2 separate regions of the Bicyclus anynana genome follow, and region 1 is linked to region 2. Evidence: chromatin contacts called from public Hi-C data. All regions are on one chromosome and are shown on one strand. Each heading gives the region's core, a stretch centred on a gene start, on an enhancer-like site or on the middle of the called end of the contact. The rest is flanking DNA. Distances are from core to core; before and after follow the strand shown.

Region 1 (3,859 bases), core at 1,234-3,733, 39 kb before region 2:
TGCCAAGGATAGGCTTGGTCTTCTTCACCGTAATATGCAGGTTGCCATGGTGGTCGGGCACGACCCTCGCCGCTCTGCCTTCGTCCATCTGCGATTCGCCATGTTGCAGTCGCTGCATGGACTGGTGCCTGCGGATCCCACCTCGATCCTCAAGTAATGCACCACCTTCTTCTTTCATGTCGAAGCTACGCGATAACTTGTGGGCCATGTCCTGTCGATATTACTGTACTTAAAACGTTCCAAAACTGACAACCGATTCTCAAACAATGGAACTCTTGTGTGAAAAATCTTATTTTTAATTCATTACTTTTAATTTATATTTTCTAATTTATAATTAAGTAGCTACTTATAATTATCGTTAATATAATGTCTCACTGCTGGATATAGGATTATTCTGTAATATAGGAATTAAAAGCTTAGCTCCTTAACTATGCTCCAAAATGTGCACACAAAACAAATTTAAAAATTGTAACCGTAAGATAAAATTTATTATCAGATATGCGTGATGGCTGGCACTGATGACTTTAACGTGCTCTTCAAATTAATTACTAATTCAGGACCTTACATCGATATAATTATCGGCATTAGTCAACGGTTCTTAAATTTTAGACATAGTTTTTGCTAGCGCAATGGACTTATTTATTCTGCAACTACAGGCCACATCATCTTCTAACAATAATAGTTCATTACATAATGATTTGTGGCGCGCTAACAGAAGATAGCCCTATTGTCTATATACCACATCCACACTAACACTGTATACTACGCTAACAACAGCAACTTCGGATCAGCCTCTACAGTTGAGTGCTCTAATTGAGGACAAGTGTAGCTGGGCGGCAAAGGGGAATCATTCTCGGCAACAGCGTTAACAGTAGATACTTGGCATAAATCAGGACTCGCATGAAGTACCTTGTGCCTCTCAGTTACTATGTCTGTGATCTGTACGTCAAATGTATCGAGAAGCTGTATAGTGAGATGTGAGCTGGAGGCTTGGAAACATGCGTTTCGATCACTCGGTGGCGTGGTTCATAGGTATATTATACAAGTGTATATATATGTACGTTTAATGAGAAGTTAATAACCCAATTGGTGGACCTATCAATGCAGCGGATTGAAAACTTTAAAATTATACTTTAAAATATGTAAGTAATAATATAAATAAAAGAAAAAACGAAGCTCTTTTGCGACATTTAAAAATAAATTAAGGAATTGTTAAAAAATATGAGAATTTGCCGCCATGCATTATTTTCACCGACTTCAAAATGAATCAGAGTATCGAAATAACGAGAATAGAAAAAGATCTAAATGTCGTCATTTTCATTCTATTGTGTGGAATTTAATAATATTATGTACAATCATTGTGCTTTAAATTCGGTGAAAATAATTATGATGAACATCTTTACAGATGAAGGACAAAATTTAACATTGGAGGATTATAAAACATTGAAGTCTGTTCAGCAAATTGATAAACAATTAACAATAACGGTGGTTAATCAAGTTTGTACATGTTACTTGCATCTAAAAAATAAATAAAAATTCTAAATCCTATCAACCGCAATCTAATAAAGAAATTTTACTAAACTTATTCATGCAGCGTGAGCTTTACCCATTCAAGACATTAGATACCTCTACAGGCGAATGAGAGAACCGAATCAATTATAATGTGCGTCACTACTAAATTTAGATGGTCAAAGTAACGAACTAAAAAAAAATAGTTTACACAAAATCAAAAATAAACATCGAAATGAAGTGCAACGAGAGGAAATGTGAAAACATATTTAATATAAATTTTCTAACACCAAGCATCGTTCCGTTTGAAGCGAGTAAATTTTGAATAGAAGAACTTTAATTTTGAACATCGTGCAAAAGAAAGAGTTGTCATGTGCTAGGACAGTTTGCCGATCGTCGGCGGGAGGCCGGGCAACTTACTAGAGGTCGTCCCCAGTACCATGATTTTACTTTCTGCGTCCAGCCACCGAGTGATGAGCGCAGACCGCCGAGATATCCGCACTGAAACATCACACTCACTCAGCGCCTGACCCTCAGTCACCTCCGGCGGACCCAGACACCCAGACGGACAGTCACCCTGACCCACGCACCGCATCGTCCCGCGTCACCACGACTCTATCTATCCCGATACTATTACTAGGTACTACTTGGTACACTTCCTAATTAAATGCGGGATCGGTAAAGGGGCACTAGCAAATATTGACTAAGATGTAGTTATTCTGTATGATATTACCATTCATGAAAATAGTTTTATTGATTATACACTTGCATACAACCCAAGTTTATGCACACTTAGCAAGATCTACTTCTAAATTAGATTAATCAAACTGCTGGCCAAGCTCATAGATACGAGGAGAGTAATAGAAATTCGTATGATATTTTTAAAAACTATACAGTATTAATAAGTAATTAAGTCGTTTACGATGTCTACATACCTGATCCTGTGATTGAGAGGTTGCATGAAACAAACAACAGAGTTAACTTAGCCGCAAGTAGAAATGGTTTTTTTGTACAAGTCAATGTTACCGGGGTGTAAAGAAATGTATTGTCAAACGATTTTGCATGATGTCATTTAAGTTTCAGTTACATTGAGAGTAGAATATCGACTGACCTTTAGACAATTGAACACTTGACTGAAACTACTAATCCACCTAACTTACGAGTAGAGTCAGAACTAATATCTAGTCAAGTATATTCTCGTTCTGTCCCATTGAAAACTCAGAAAGTATTCAGAAAGTAGACACTAAAATAATTCTATCTACTGAAGCTCGGTTTTTTTGGAAAATGTTAAAATTTTTTGAAAAATTAAGCTTATCACGGTTAAATTTTGATTATTTTACATAAAGTCGAGGGGATTGTTATTTAAAGTAGATACCTATACATAATAATCGCGGCACGATCCAAACATCAGTTTGGATCGTGCCGCGATGCAAGAACCAGCTCATGACTAAGGGCCACGTATGGGTTCGAAACTAGTCGGGCATACTCCGACGTAATATCACGTGAGTTTTAGCCGTGTTTCATAATCAACCTATACATAAATAAAAAAAATGGAATCGTTATTTTGAATATCGAGCTGGATTCATTAGTATCTATAACACTTGCAAAATAGTTACAGTATTTTGGGATGACTGATGGGATCACCAGTCTCCCCATGCGTTTTCCAAAGGTATTTTAATTTTAATGGATTTTTGCAATAATAACGTAATGACAAGCCATTGTTGCATATTTGGTATCTCGTGATAGTATTTGCTAACTTCTGTTGTGTAACAATTTCGTTCATTGTGTTTTGGCTTCGCTGACTTTCCATCAATTATGTCTGTTTTATTTACGGTGACACGCAGCACAATGGGTTCATAAATATTTCGAAAAAATTGTTTTCACGAATAAAGAAACTTAAGATGCTTAAGGTATTTTTAAGACATTACTTCTTCTTCTTCACATTATTTTAGCTTAGTCACTTCTATAAGCAAGTATAAAGTCACTTCTATAAGTTTGTATAGTTATTAGGATAAGTTAGCTTAAGTTCCTTATTGTATTCTTTCTCAATATAAAAAGAAAAAAAAGTATAAAACAATTTTAACATTTGGCAATTTAGGTATTAATTTTACAAATAAGTCTTTGACTTGGTAGTTTCAGGTAAGTATTGTAGATTTTTTTGTTTATTTGTTAGAATAAAAGTTTTATCTTATAACGAATGCTGTGTTTGTATCTAAAGTAGAAAAATATCTTACTGCGTACCTACTTAAACTAATAAAAATAGGCCCTCATATCAATTTAGGTTTATGACTGAAAATATAATCAAATTGAAATCTATTTCAATCTTGAAATCGGACTAAAGGTACTAAAT
Region 2 (3,843 bases), core at 407-2,906:
CACTGGTAAAAGGTAGCGTACCGTACTGCGCAAATGCCTACCTAATATCGGTGCCAAAATCCTCAAATTGCGATTTTCGAAAGCGTCAAATGGAATAATGGCGGCACATTTAGCCACACTTTCGCCGGAGAAAGTCAATCGTGCATTAAACATCTTTGTTTTAGCTTCAGATGGCTGAACGCTGATAAATCAGACACTATTCATCTGTTACTGCTCACACATAACACTGGAATCACAGACAGATCATTATCGCGCGATAACTACTGCGTGCTAATTTGTTTTTCAAGATTTATGCATATAAATCTTAAAAATATACGATATATATATACGATATATTATACGATATTTATCCGTACTAATATTATAAAAAGGTTAAGTTTGTGGTATTGTAGAGTAAACTCTGGATCTACTGAACTGATTTTGAAAATTCTTCTACCACTACAAAGCCACGTTATTTCGGGGTATCATAGGCTATATTTTATTCCCGTGCTGTCACGGAAACGGAAACTACGCGGGCGAAACCGCGGGGCGTCAACTAGTATTAATAGTATTCTAATGATTAAATGAAATGCCATAAAGATTTGCAAAATAACATTAATCAGTCGATTTGTGGAACCCTAAAAACCGCGTGGCGCGACACGCACTTGGCCTATTTTAAATTATCTATAGCTTATATAATTACTAGTAATTAACTCTGTAGTATATTTATCATGCAACCTCCTTGATTTCAACGTAATTTGTCCGTCTGGTATCCTCGGAGTTGTGAAAGACGATAAATTACCATTGTAATAGTTAAGCGTTTTATTTAACCCAAATATAGCGACAAGATCTCCAAAACAATGGAGTCGACATTCGCCCATGTTGCATTGTTGTAACCGAATCAACTGATTGGCTGCAGCCGGTAGTGGCAATAGATTGAGAGCCTGCAGTAGTCAGACCTTCGTCATTATATGAAAGCTGAAAGTGCGTCAGTCCATGCTCCTACCATACGTACTCGTAAGTACGGTACAAAACTACGGAGTATGAATGTTGGAAGTTTTCAAGGGTCCAAACTATTATATTCTCCACCACCAGCTCTAAAAAATTTAATTATAATGAATATTATTATATTTAGCCATAATCATTGAATTAAACCTATATAAGAATCAACTACTAAATTTAAAGGCAGAGAAGCAACTATATTAGATGATAATATTAAAAATCAACTCTCAAAGAAAGTATAAAATTTCTTAGTCTAGTCTAAGTTAATGTTCAAAACACTGTTAAACTTTAAGGTCGCTAGAGTCTCTAGCAAGTGGTTTCCACAAAACTTAAGTATCTGACGTTGTGAAAGATGATTTTTCATGATATTCCGTAGAAAATATTTAGCCACCACGGTTCAATCTCCCTGCCGTATGTTTCGTTCGTTATAAACCCATATTCGACTCGCTGCTGAGTTCTAGTCTCTCTAAATGTATGTAGATGTAAACAGAGCTTTAGCATTAAGGTACTAGTATGTACCTGCGTAGAAAGGTATGGGTAGAATATACCTGTACCTTTTCCAAGTTATACCGCTTCCAACTTGCTTGCAACTGCATCGTTACTCAACTGATAATTCAGTTATCCCTTGACATCGTAGTCAAGGGATAACTTGTCTTTGATTAAAAAGAAGGTCTAGCCACAACATGTTCAATACAACCTACGTTAGTTGCGCCGGCGCGGCGCCTCGCATTACGGAACGGACTTTTATTTATGCCGAGTAATCAAAATTTCGCAACTTTTCACTGACCATCTTGGTACTCATGGCTTGCTTAACAAATTGCTAATGCACAAATTAAGCATGTTGTATTGCTGAGTAATAAGATACGATACACTGCTCAATCGGTTTTGCAATTTGGAATATGAATGACATACATAATTGTGCCAACTTAAAACCTCTGGTTAGTTTGAAAAACGTATTTATAGAGGCTGTGACTCGAGATAATTGGATACGGAGAATATTTTTGGAAGCTACTTGACCATGATCTTCCACTCGTATGTCATACGATGACGTATACTAAGATGGAACGTGTATCCCAAGTTATCAAATGTTACTTAGTCGAGCTTAGACTAATTAGATAAGGAACTGCCTCGTACACGTTACATTTCTGTCAAAGTATATGATCAACGATCTAATGCGATTATAAAAACTGTCTCTATAGTATCGATGTTTCATAGTTGTAATCGTGTTCGTCGGTTAAATAGCTCTGTAAAAATGCCTTTTCATGTAGTTGAATGGTGTAAAAAACGGGCAAAACTTCTAGTTTTATATAAGATATATGCCAAATGTAAGCTCGTTTTCTTCAGAAAATGACAGACAATATTATTCGTGAATATGGGTGTGACTAGTCCGTATGTAATTAGTCTGAGTAGTCATGTATTGAAAGTTTACAACTTATCGTGTTTTTTAAATTCATATAATAATAAATAAATTTCTTTCTTTTCAGGTTCTACAAGCCGATTTTAATTTCAAATTAACGGAAAATGGAAAGCTGGTTGGACGATGTGAAAAGGGTGCGCATCCCTAGACCAAAATTCGAACGAAAATATCCCACAGAGCCTCCAAAGGACTACCTCGAGGACTGCAGCGATCTCAGCGGCAAAGGGAGACACCATCACGATAACAAGGACCTGGCAAAAGCTACTGAAGAACTCAGACGAACATTACAAGAGAAACTATGACCGCAACGTCTTTAGTTTTATTTGGATTAATATTGCCTAGGATAAGTCATAACTAACTTATAAGATAATCACATAATAATGAACGAAAATAGCTTATCCAGAACCAATTTATTGCATTGTGAAATAATTATTCTATAAAAGAGAAAAGTTACATCAGTACATAAAACAAAAAATCATTGCCAAATAATTAATAATTTGTCAAAAAAAAAATCGAATTGATTTATGAATTGAATGTAAAAGATCTATAACAGACTTTTTTATTCTATGAAAAAAGGAGGAGTTTATAATAATTATGTTCGACTGTATGTATGTTTTTGATTTACTTCGGTTATAAAAAAAGACTGTGTTACATAAGAATGTAGATATTTATTTCGTTCGGTCCAGTTTTATAATTTTAATAAAAAGAAGGAAATAATGAAATCTTAGACATAAGTTTACTACCTAAATAATAATTACCATTAAGTATTGTTAGATATAGGTGACAAGTAATACGTAATAAGCTTAGGATAGTAAATATTAATCTCTCAATAAGTATATGAAAAATTTGAAATCAAAGCTATTTTATTATATAACTAGCGGATGCCCGCGACTTCGTCCGCGTGGAATTCAGTTTTTCACATATCCCTCGGGAACCATGGACTTTTCCGGGATAAAAAGTAGCCCATGTGTTAATCCAGGCTATAATATATCTCAATACCAAATTTCAGCTAATTTGGTTCAGTAGTCGAGGCGTGAAAGAGTAACAAACATTCATATCATCAAAATCATCAATTTTCGCAAGTATCGGGAAACCATGGATTTTTTCGGGATAAAAAGTAGCCTATTTGTTAATCCAGAGTAAAATCTAATTCTATTCCAAATTTCAGCCAAATCGCTTCAGTAGTAGCGGCGTTAAAGAGTAACAAACATCCAAACATCCATACAAACTGTCGCGTTTATAATATTAGTAGGATTTATAAGATCAAACAATCTTAGATAAATTGGTACGTACGTATATTACTTACATAAATTTTGAGTCAATCAAAGGATTGATTTATTTAACAATCTACGTATCTTTTTTCTATTTAAGTTTATTTGACGATGTGACCTTAAAGTCTAATTTTGTATTGGGGGCTATCTTGGAAGGAGTACATAGTTTTATTT

What was found. Hi-C and Micro-C count contacts between places; a contact is called where the count stands out from the background.
Region 1: a Hi-C map of whole larva shows a contact between it and region 2, with 1.7 times the contacts expected there. The contact joins the promoter of LOC112048305 here to the enhancer-like site in region 2. A contact is called at or near these places in 2 of 2 Hi-C or Micro-C datasets (whole body and whole larva).

The regions. Positions count from the first base shown.
Region 1 is chr3:4,916,931-4,920,789 of ilBicAnyn1.1, reverse strand. LOC112048305 (whirlin) reads right to left here and starts at 2,483. Exons shown (of 4, transcript XM_052891065.1): 1 at 1,930-2,483; 2 at 1-211. The coding sequence starts at 2,019.
Region 2 is chr3:4,877,209-4,881,051 of ilBicAnyn1.1, reverse strand. LOC128199858 (a long non-coding RNA gene) reads left to right here. Exons shown (of 2, transcript XR_008252375.1): 2 at 2,466-3,843. Among protein-coding and RNA genes, the nearest start is that of LOC112048294, 26 kb to the right of the region's middle. Within about 2 kb of position 1,656, at least 3 of the 8 cell types and tissues checked have open chromatin away from gene starts, as enhancers often do.